Regions from separate parts of the Nomascus leucogenys genome. Here region 2 is linked to region 1. Evidence: chromatin contacts called from public Hi-C data. All regions are on one chromosome and are shown on one strand. Each heading gives the region's core, a stretch centred on a gene start, on an enhancer-like site or on the middle of the called end of the contact. The rest is flanking DNA. Distances are from core to core; before and after follow the strand shown.

Region 1 (4,316 bases), core at 580-3,079:
TCCTAGGGCTGGAGAGGGCCTACAGCAGGTGACACTCTCCAAGTCCTCGTGAGTTGTTATGTGCTTTCAAGAAATAAACAAAAATTGTCCTAAGTCCACACACTTGAGCCTGTTTTTCTTTCCTTTTTTTTTTGTTGAGACGAAGTCTTGCTCTTGTCCCCCACACTGGAGTGCAATGGCACGATATCGGCTCACTGCAACCTCTGCCTCCCAGGTTCAGGCGATTCTCCTGCCTCAGCCTCCCAGGTAGCTGGGATTACAGGCATCTGCCACCATGCCCGGCTAATTTTTGTATTTTTAGTAGAGACGGGGTTTCACCATGTTGGCCAGGCTGGTCTTGAACTCCTGACCTCAGGTGATCCGCCCACCTCGGCCTCCCAAAGTGCTGGGATTACAGGCGTTGAGCCACCGCACCCGGCATTTTCTTTCCTTTCAAAGCCCCAAATGGAATTATTTTCTTGAGAAGTCAACTTCCTGTCGAGATGGGAATAAACTTTTCACCAGCTTGGCAATTCAGAAGCAGCCGCAGTGCTGTGTGGCTGGGGTTGGGGTCATGAAGACAGCCACCAGTGCAGTCCTCGGGGTGGGAGATACTGAGTTCAGAAGGCTTTGGACACTCTTCTGGGCCAAAATAATGGAAACTTGAACTTGTTTTACTCTTGGCATCAATTGGGTACTAGGCACAGAAGAAATCCTCACCCAACCAAAAGCTCTGCCATTTGGCCATAAACACACTTGTATGCCTCCATAGCCACATACATGTGTATAAACGCATATGGGTGTGTGTAAGTGGACGTGGCACCCTGCTCATGTGCTTGCTGAACGGGGGAGCATCCACACCTGGAACATAGTAACTATGTGGAACTTCTGATTTCTAGTTCAGTTTTAGATCTTAGGTCCGTCTTCACCCCCAGCAAACGTTATCAGCTGTTTGTGAGTCAGGCGCTTTGGGGAGACATGGAGTTTGCTCAGTTGAAACTAGGGCTGTGGTGAAGGGGCTATGCCTTCGCACCTTGCTGCCCCGCCCAGCAGAGTGACTGGGCTCCTGTGTCCTCCACACTGCTTCAGTTCCCCTCCTGATGCAGGGCCAGGCTGTGATCGCCATTTGCTGTTGGGCATTGTGTGTGTGTGTGTGTCTGTGTGTGTGTGTGTGTGTGTGTGTGTGTGTGTGTGTGTGTGTGTGGTGGCGGGGCAGGGGGAGGGCACAGCATGGCACCGAGCACCAGAAACACAGCCTTGACCAGTCCCTGGTCAAATCATTCTGGACAAACAAGACAGAGCACACTTGGCAGGGGCAGGATTCTGTTTATTGTTCTCCGTTTTTGAAGTTCATCACACAAAAACACTTGCTAACCAGAAACTTGGCTACACTCCGTGGCCATTGGCCAGTCTGTCCCAAGGTGACTTGTTTGGAGCACTGAGGCTTGATGCCTCAGATTAAATGTCCTTATGCTGGTGCCACAGGGGTGTGGCCTACTCTGCATGGATGAGTGACCCTGGGTCCCCAGGCACAGGGCACAGGCTCGTCTCCTTGAAGCTGGAGCCCATGTTGCATCATGAAAGAGCTCTGCAAGAATTGAAGGCCCAGAGCAAAAATCGCTCACCAAAGAGCATGTGGCTCAGAGCCTACCTGGGCCTCCTATCTCAGTTAAAGTTTCTAAAGGTGGAGTTGTGTCACGTGCTTGTCTCCTGTGAGCACAGGCCAGGTGGGAGGAAGCTTGGGAGTGGGGAGAGGATGACGTGGGCTCAGAGGAGCCACGGGCTTCTCCCCCGGCCCCAGCGTCCACTGGACACACATGGGAGGTGAGGTGATGCCTGAGCAGCCTAGCAAGTGGTCAGGGCCCTGGTTGGGGCCTCCTCACTCCCTTTTGGAGCACTGGCAGCTAGTGGCAAGGGCCTTGTGCTTCCATATGTGGGTCCAAGCTGTGGATGGGGAGGCCAAGTGTCCTGGCATGTGGGAGGTGGTGAGGTGCTCCCTGGAGATCTAACAGGTATGCACGGGTTAGCGAGACCTGAGAGTCCTTCTTGGGCCACACCTAAGTATGTGCAGGGCCTGTGATACAGCCAGAATTTCCTCCTCTGATAAACTTCTCTGAGCCTTTCTACTTGTCTTTAACTCTTTTATCGTCTAAATGTTCACTAAAAAGAAAAAGAATAAAGGGAATTTGGTTTAGGGCTATTGGTAGAAGTTAAAGTTGATGGCAGAGCATGAATAGGGGTGTCTGCAAGGAATTGTTGGAAAAGAGATTGGAAATAGAGCAAAGGCTTGTGTGAGTCTCAGAACCTGACTCCTTTGTTGACTGGGAGTAGGGCAGAGGGCAGGGGTCCAGCAGGTCATTGGTCTCGGGTTACCAAAAAGGTTAAGGCTATTCACCTGGACCGCTGGCTGGGGGTGCTGCTCAAAGCCAGGATCTGGGAGCCAGGGTCAGCACCTTGGGTGCACCCAGGCATCATAGCAACAACAAACCCCAACATGTTTTCATAGACCAGGGCAGATAAATGGGAGTTAATGACATGGTTCCCACACATCCGAATCTGGGATATGTAAAATGTGACACACAGTCTGAGCATTTGGCAGGCTCTCCATGGTCTTGCTTTGCATATTTTGGCCTATCTGCCCTCCAGACTTACTGCCCATTGTCCTCACCTGCATGGCTGGCCATGTCTGGTTTGCCTACTCGTCATTGAAGGCATCCACAGGGGTGCCATCTGCCCCCATGTCCCTCTCCCACTAGGCATGCTAAGTGGCCCATGGCAGGGCAGGCAGGGACTCAGATTCCCTTCATCCCATCGCTGAGGTCTCACTTCCTTTCTCCGCCCGCCTTACACGTGGAAGGTTTCTCCTGTGCTTGTCCACCAGTTGTCGTTTTTGTCTCCTAGCATGGATGGTGTGGCAGAAGAAGGCCTTGCACAGCAGCACATGAGGACCCACAGGGTTTCTGGCCCCTTGCAGCTGTGCATTCTGAGGGAAGATGCCCAAGGTTTTATTATCTTCTCCAGAGCGCCCTTTTTTTCTGCTTGCATGGCAGGCCCTTTCTAAAATTACGGTCACAGGTTGCTTAATGACAGGGGTGTGTTCTGAGAAATGTGTCGTTAGGCAGTTTCGTCCTCATGTGAACATCATAGAATGCACTTATTATGCACACCTAGATGGCATAGCCTACTGCACACCTAGGCTGTATGGTGTAGCCTCTTGCTTCTAGGCTGCAAGCCTGTACATCATGGTACTGTCCTGAATACTATAAGCAACTGTAACACAATGGTAAGCATTTTGTGTCTAAATATAGAAAAGGTACAATTAAAATGGGGTATCGTCTTATGGGACCAGCCTCTCATCCCACGTGGACTGTCATTGTTTGAAACGTCATTAGGTGGTGCATGGCTGTACTTTGCTGCTTGGCCTAAGGTGCCAGGGCATTCTCTGGGTAAGCCTGAGGGGCCTTGCAGGATACCGTCTTCTATCAACGTTGAAATTAGTTTTAGCACTTTACACTGTGTCCCCTTTGTGGCTGATAGAGCAGGAGCCCTTCAGTGTCTACTGTCACAGGTGTAGAGCTGCTGTGTTGGCGAGCAGGTAGGTGGTTGTCCTGAATTACTGTCAGGCTTTAGAGTCTTACAGGAAATACAGCCTTGGCTACTTATAGCTTGTGATTTGAAGTTTCCATAATGATGCACTGGGTAGTACTCTTCAGCAGTTTGCTTTGGACAAACCATATCATTCTTAAGTTCACTCACTTTAGCCTTTGAGAAACTTCAAAGTTTGTTTCCCTGATCTTCCTAGTTGCCCTGGATTATGAGCCAAGCATTTGAATTCCTTTGCACATCTAGCACTGCACATGGCCTTGGAAGATGGGTATTTATGTGAGTGTGTGCGTGTGTGTGTGTGTGCGTGTGTATATATATATATGCCCGTATTTGCGTGCATGTGTGTGTGTGCTTGCGTATGCACAGGCACACGTGGTCAGCCATGCAGCCAAGTCTCAGAACAATCGTTCCACTGGAAGTAACCCAGTCTTGAGGCATCTGGCCAGGTGGTGTGGGCTGCAGCACGATGTTTGTTTCTCCCAGCCCCATGAACCCCGGTGGGGCTGCATCACTTAAAGGCCAGTCTCTACAAGAGCAGGGTAGGAAGCAGCAGTGCGTGCCCAGCCGTGGCTGTGTAGGCTGAACCAGCCTTCAGGATGGAGGGTGGGACCCTGGAGCCAAGCCAGAGGATGTATACCCTTGGTCCCTAATGAGGTACTCCATCTTGGGCCATTCTGCCCCCTGGTCTCTCTGCTCCTCCTCTGCAAACCAGGGGGGCCAGCAGCCTGCTG
Region 2 (3,908 bases), core at 517-3,016, 150 kb after region 1:
AAAAAATTTCTTAAAGATCCTATTTAATAAATAATTTTTGATTTAAGGAACCACTTATGCAAAACTTGAACAAATTACTGAAAACTCCACCTGCTGTGGAATAATTAAAAACAAAAAGGCATTACTCACAGGAGATACTCAATTATTTTATTATAATTTCTCAAACAAGTAAAAAAAAATCCCCTCTCCCCCCCCCTTTTTTTTTTGTTTTTGCTGCTCTTTAGTTAGGGAAAAAAGCATCGTTTCTAGAGGAGAAGCTGGCTCCAGTGAAGAGATGGTCGACCTCCTGCTTTTTCTGAGGATACACTCACAGCAAAGCCAGGTGCTTTCTCCTGTCCTAGGATTATTAGAAGCTATTCTAAGGCTCTCACAGGTTTTATAGTATTCTTTTGTTAGTGAGGATTTTACCCATCTTATCCTCATTTCTTGGAAACAAGCTCGTTCCTTAGTGAGGCAGATTTAGCTCCTCAGTGTCCTTGGCCAAGAACGGTGTTCTCCGGAGGTAATCTTGGAAGGAAGAGGCTGCATATTGCTGCTCAAAACAGGGTAGCTAAGGACACATTTTTTTTTCCTCAAGAAATGTAGGAGGCACCAAAAAAGAGACCGCTCAGGGATCGGGCTGCTCCCTCATTGTGTCACGAGACGGAGGCAGGGTCGTCCTGCCCCGTGGAGAGGCCACGATCACAGTGAGTCCCTTTACCTGGCTGAACCCAGACAGATGCAGGTGTGGGGGTGGGCTTCCTTCCTGGTTCCCCCAGCCCCTTCCCTTTGGAAAGAGCAGCAGCCTAGTGCGGGCTTACACAGTGACCAAAGGGTCAATTCCTCGCTGTCTCCTGGGGCACCGATGGTCACCGCCCAGGGGCCCGCCAGCGACAGTCCACTGTGGAAGTGCCTTCAAAGCAGAAAAGTGAACAGGCTGTCCTATCTGCTCCTCTATGAGCAAATCCAAATTGTGAGATGGGAACCCTGCTTTTTGGACCCTAGGTGTCTTTGGAAAGCTCCTGTCACGTGAGCTGCGCGGCACTGGGAGCCATCGCTGTACCTCACCGCGCCCGCGAGACGGGTGGTCCAGTGCCCTTTCCACGGCCGCCCGCGGCTTGGATGGCAGTGTGAATGGTGCTTGAGCCGGGGCTCGGGGAGGAGGTTTTGCTTATGAAATGGAGCTGTGTGTTTCTAAAGGGCCACAGTGACCACAAGGGCGTCAGCCGGCGGCCAGGTTCCCGCCTTCTCCTAGGCCCCGGGATGGGAGGCAGGTAGAGCCCGCAGAGGAGCCTCCACCGCAGCCCCGGGTGCGCGCTCGCTCTAAGCCCTGGGTACTACCAACCGCGCACAGGGGACCGCTACCTGGAAGAAGTCATCGCTAGGTTAGGAGAAAAAAAAAAAAAAAACATGTAAAACACTCCCTTCTAAAAACAAAGGGCTGCGAATTTCTTTATTTCTATTATTGAGGAACAAAAATACTCTTGCAATGGCTATTGAGTTTCCACAGGTACGAGGCAGATACTAGGCTAGCACACCCACTTCCAACAGTATGACTTGTTTCCTATCCGTCTACTACCTGAGTGGCGTCAGTGTAGGTTCAGGCACCATTAGGAACGTTTGACCAAACACGTACACGGCACTGACAGAGGAGGCGCCGGCCTTCCGGTGGACCAGGGCATGTAAAAAAGACACCGACACAATGGAAAAGAAATCCTCGAAGGTAGAACCTCGCTGCCCGCGCCGCGCCGCTCAGGGCCGGGCCCCGCGCGCCTCGCGCCGCCGCCGGAGCTCCTCGCGGTAGCAGTAGGAGCAATAGTGCTCGGTCTCGGCGCGCCCGTAGAACGCACAGTTCTCGCGCTGGCAGCGCCGCTGCGCCGGCCCCGGGCCGCCACGGCCGCACTCACCGTTCGAGCGCGCGGTCGGCGCGTCGGCGTCGGCGAACTCCAGGCCGTCGCGCGCGGCGCCGAAGCCGTTGGTGTAGGTCTGCGACTTGTGCTCGGCCGCCCCCGCCGCCCCGGCCGCGCCCGGTAGGGCCCCAGGCACCGCGCGCGCCAGCGACTCGACCGTGTTGACGGTGCGCAGGGTGGCGGCGCGCGCCGGGCTGTAGCTCTGCGACGACAGCGAGCGGTTCTGCTGCGGGTACGTGGCGCACGGCCGCAGCGCCCCCACGGCCGGCGCGCACGCCTCGTCCCGCGCGCCCGACGCCTGCACGTGGATGACGCTCTGGCGCGCTGGCGCCGGGGGGCTGCGGCCAGGGACTGGTCCGCTGGCGCCCGCGCGCCGCGCGCCTCCCCCTGGGGAGGCCGTGCCGCCCGCCGCCGCCCGCGCCGCCCGCCCTGCCGCGGGCCCGGGGCTCGGCCGCTCCTTGAGCTTGAGCACCAGCTGCGTGGGCGGGCCCGGAGAGGCGCGCTCCGGGACCGGCGCGCCCTCCGTCTCCGGTCTGCGCGGCGGCCGCTTGGCCGTGGAGGCGGCGGCCGCGGCGGCGGCGGCGGCGGCAGCGGCCGCAGTGGCGGCGTCGCGGCGCCGCTGCTCCTGCTCGGCACTGAAGCGCTCCTGCGCGCTGGTCAGGTAGTAGCCGATCATCTCCTCGTGGAACTGGTGCCGGTGGCTGGTGAGCAGCAGGCCGGCGAAGATGAACTTGCGCTCCCCCTGCATGGCGGCGCGCAGGATGTTGAGGCTCAGCTTCACGTCCGTGCTGTACTTCCAGGCGTCGCCCCGCGGCCCACCGCCCTTCTCTGCCGGCGACGCGCCCGCCGCCTTGTCCGTGGGCGACGGCGTGGTCTTCTCCGACGGCGACGTGCTGGCCGACGCACCCGACTCCTCCTTGCTGCCCTTGCGCGACTTGGCCTTCTTCTCCTTGCCCCGCTCGGCCGAGTCCCCGTTCTTGCCGTTGGCGGAGTTGGCGCGGCCCATCTTGCCGTGCACCAGGCCACCGAGGCCACCCATGTTTTTCTTCAGCTTGATGCCCAGCGTCTTGCTGAAGCTGCCCAGCTTGTTGGCCACGGAGTCGGCGCGCGTCTTGTCCTTCTCCTTGCGCTGCTTCTCCTTCTCCTTGTCCTTGCCGTTCTTGCCGTTATTGCTGTTAGAATTGCTGCACACCGAGTCGCGGTCCGAGTCCAGCGAGTCGGCCAGGGACTGCACGTCCTCCCCTGCCGAGGCCGTGGGAGACTCCGGCTGTGCCAGGGGCGCCTGTGTAGAGAGGGAGGGCCAGAGCGAAGGTGGTTAGAGAAGAGCTGTCCACGCGCCGCCGAGGAAGACACACCTTGCCCCTGTGTTGCCGAGGCTAGGGCCCTCGACCTTCACTGTCCCAGTCCCCACTGTCACTCTGGTGACTATGATACCCGGATGGGCGGTGCTGAAGGAAAGGAGCGGATAGGAGTGGGCTCTGATCCGCTGCAGTAGTAAAAGGATGTAGGGACCTCTTATCTGCGTGTCTTCTGGCCAGGGAAGCTGGGGTGTACTCATTCTTTCTCTCTGGGGGACCTCAGGTACTTGGTACCCTGGAACCCTGAGTGGGAGATTGGAGCAGGGTGCAGATACCCCACTTGGTCTTGGTCCCCAGAACCTTGTCACAATTTAGAGAGAAGATCAGGTTCAGACTCTGGCCTTCCCCCACTGGCGAGGCCGCCTGCTTGACCAGACACAGGTCCCAGGCCGGCCTCTGTAAGGATGGAGGCCTTCAGGTGGGGAGGACAGTGGGCCTGCACAAAAGTGTCTCCCCTGAAAAGATGTCTCACTTCACGCCAGGCATGGGACAGAAACCTTGCACTCAACCTCATTCATCGGATCCTTGATTCAGGGATGCCAAATCACTTCTGGAGTTCCTTTCTCACTCAGTTTGGCAAGGTGGAATGCTAAATTGAGGAGGATTCTGAAATAGGCCTGCGCTCAGCAAAAAAGATGTTCCCATTCCCAGAAAAGTCCCC

The links. A called contact is a pair of places that touch in the nucleus more often than the background predicts.
Region 2: a contact with region 1 is called in a Hi-C map of a lymphoblastoid cell line, with 2.7 times the contacts expected there. The contact joins two enhancer-like sites.

Annotation. Positions count from the first base shown.
Region 1 is chr6:69,297,957-69,302,272 of Asia_NLE_v1, forward strand. All of the region lies in intron 1 of KLF13 (Krueppel-like factor 13), which reads left to right. Among named protein-coding and RNA genes, the nearest start is that of KLF13, 9.8 kb to the left of the region's middle. Within about 2 kb of position 1,830, the one cell type or tissue checked has an H3K27ac peak away from gene starts, as active enhancers do. A contact at or near this core is called in a lymphoblastoid cell line, where this site is marked.
Region 2 is chr6:69,448,610-69,452,517 of Asia_NLE_v1, forward strand. OTUD7A (OTU domain-containing protein 7A) reads right to left here. Exons shown (of 14, transcript XM_030814379.1): 14 at 1,635-3,171. The coding sequence ends at 1,732. Among named protein-coding and RNA genes, the nearest start is that of KLF13, 160 kb to the left of the region's middle. Within about 2 kb of position 1,767, the one cell type or tissue checked has an H3K27ac peak away from gene starts, as active enhancers do. A contact at or near this core is called in a lymphoblastoid cell line, where this site is marked.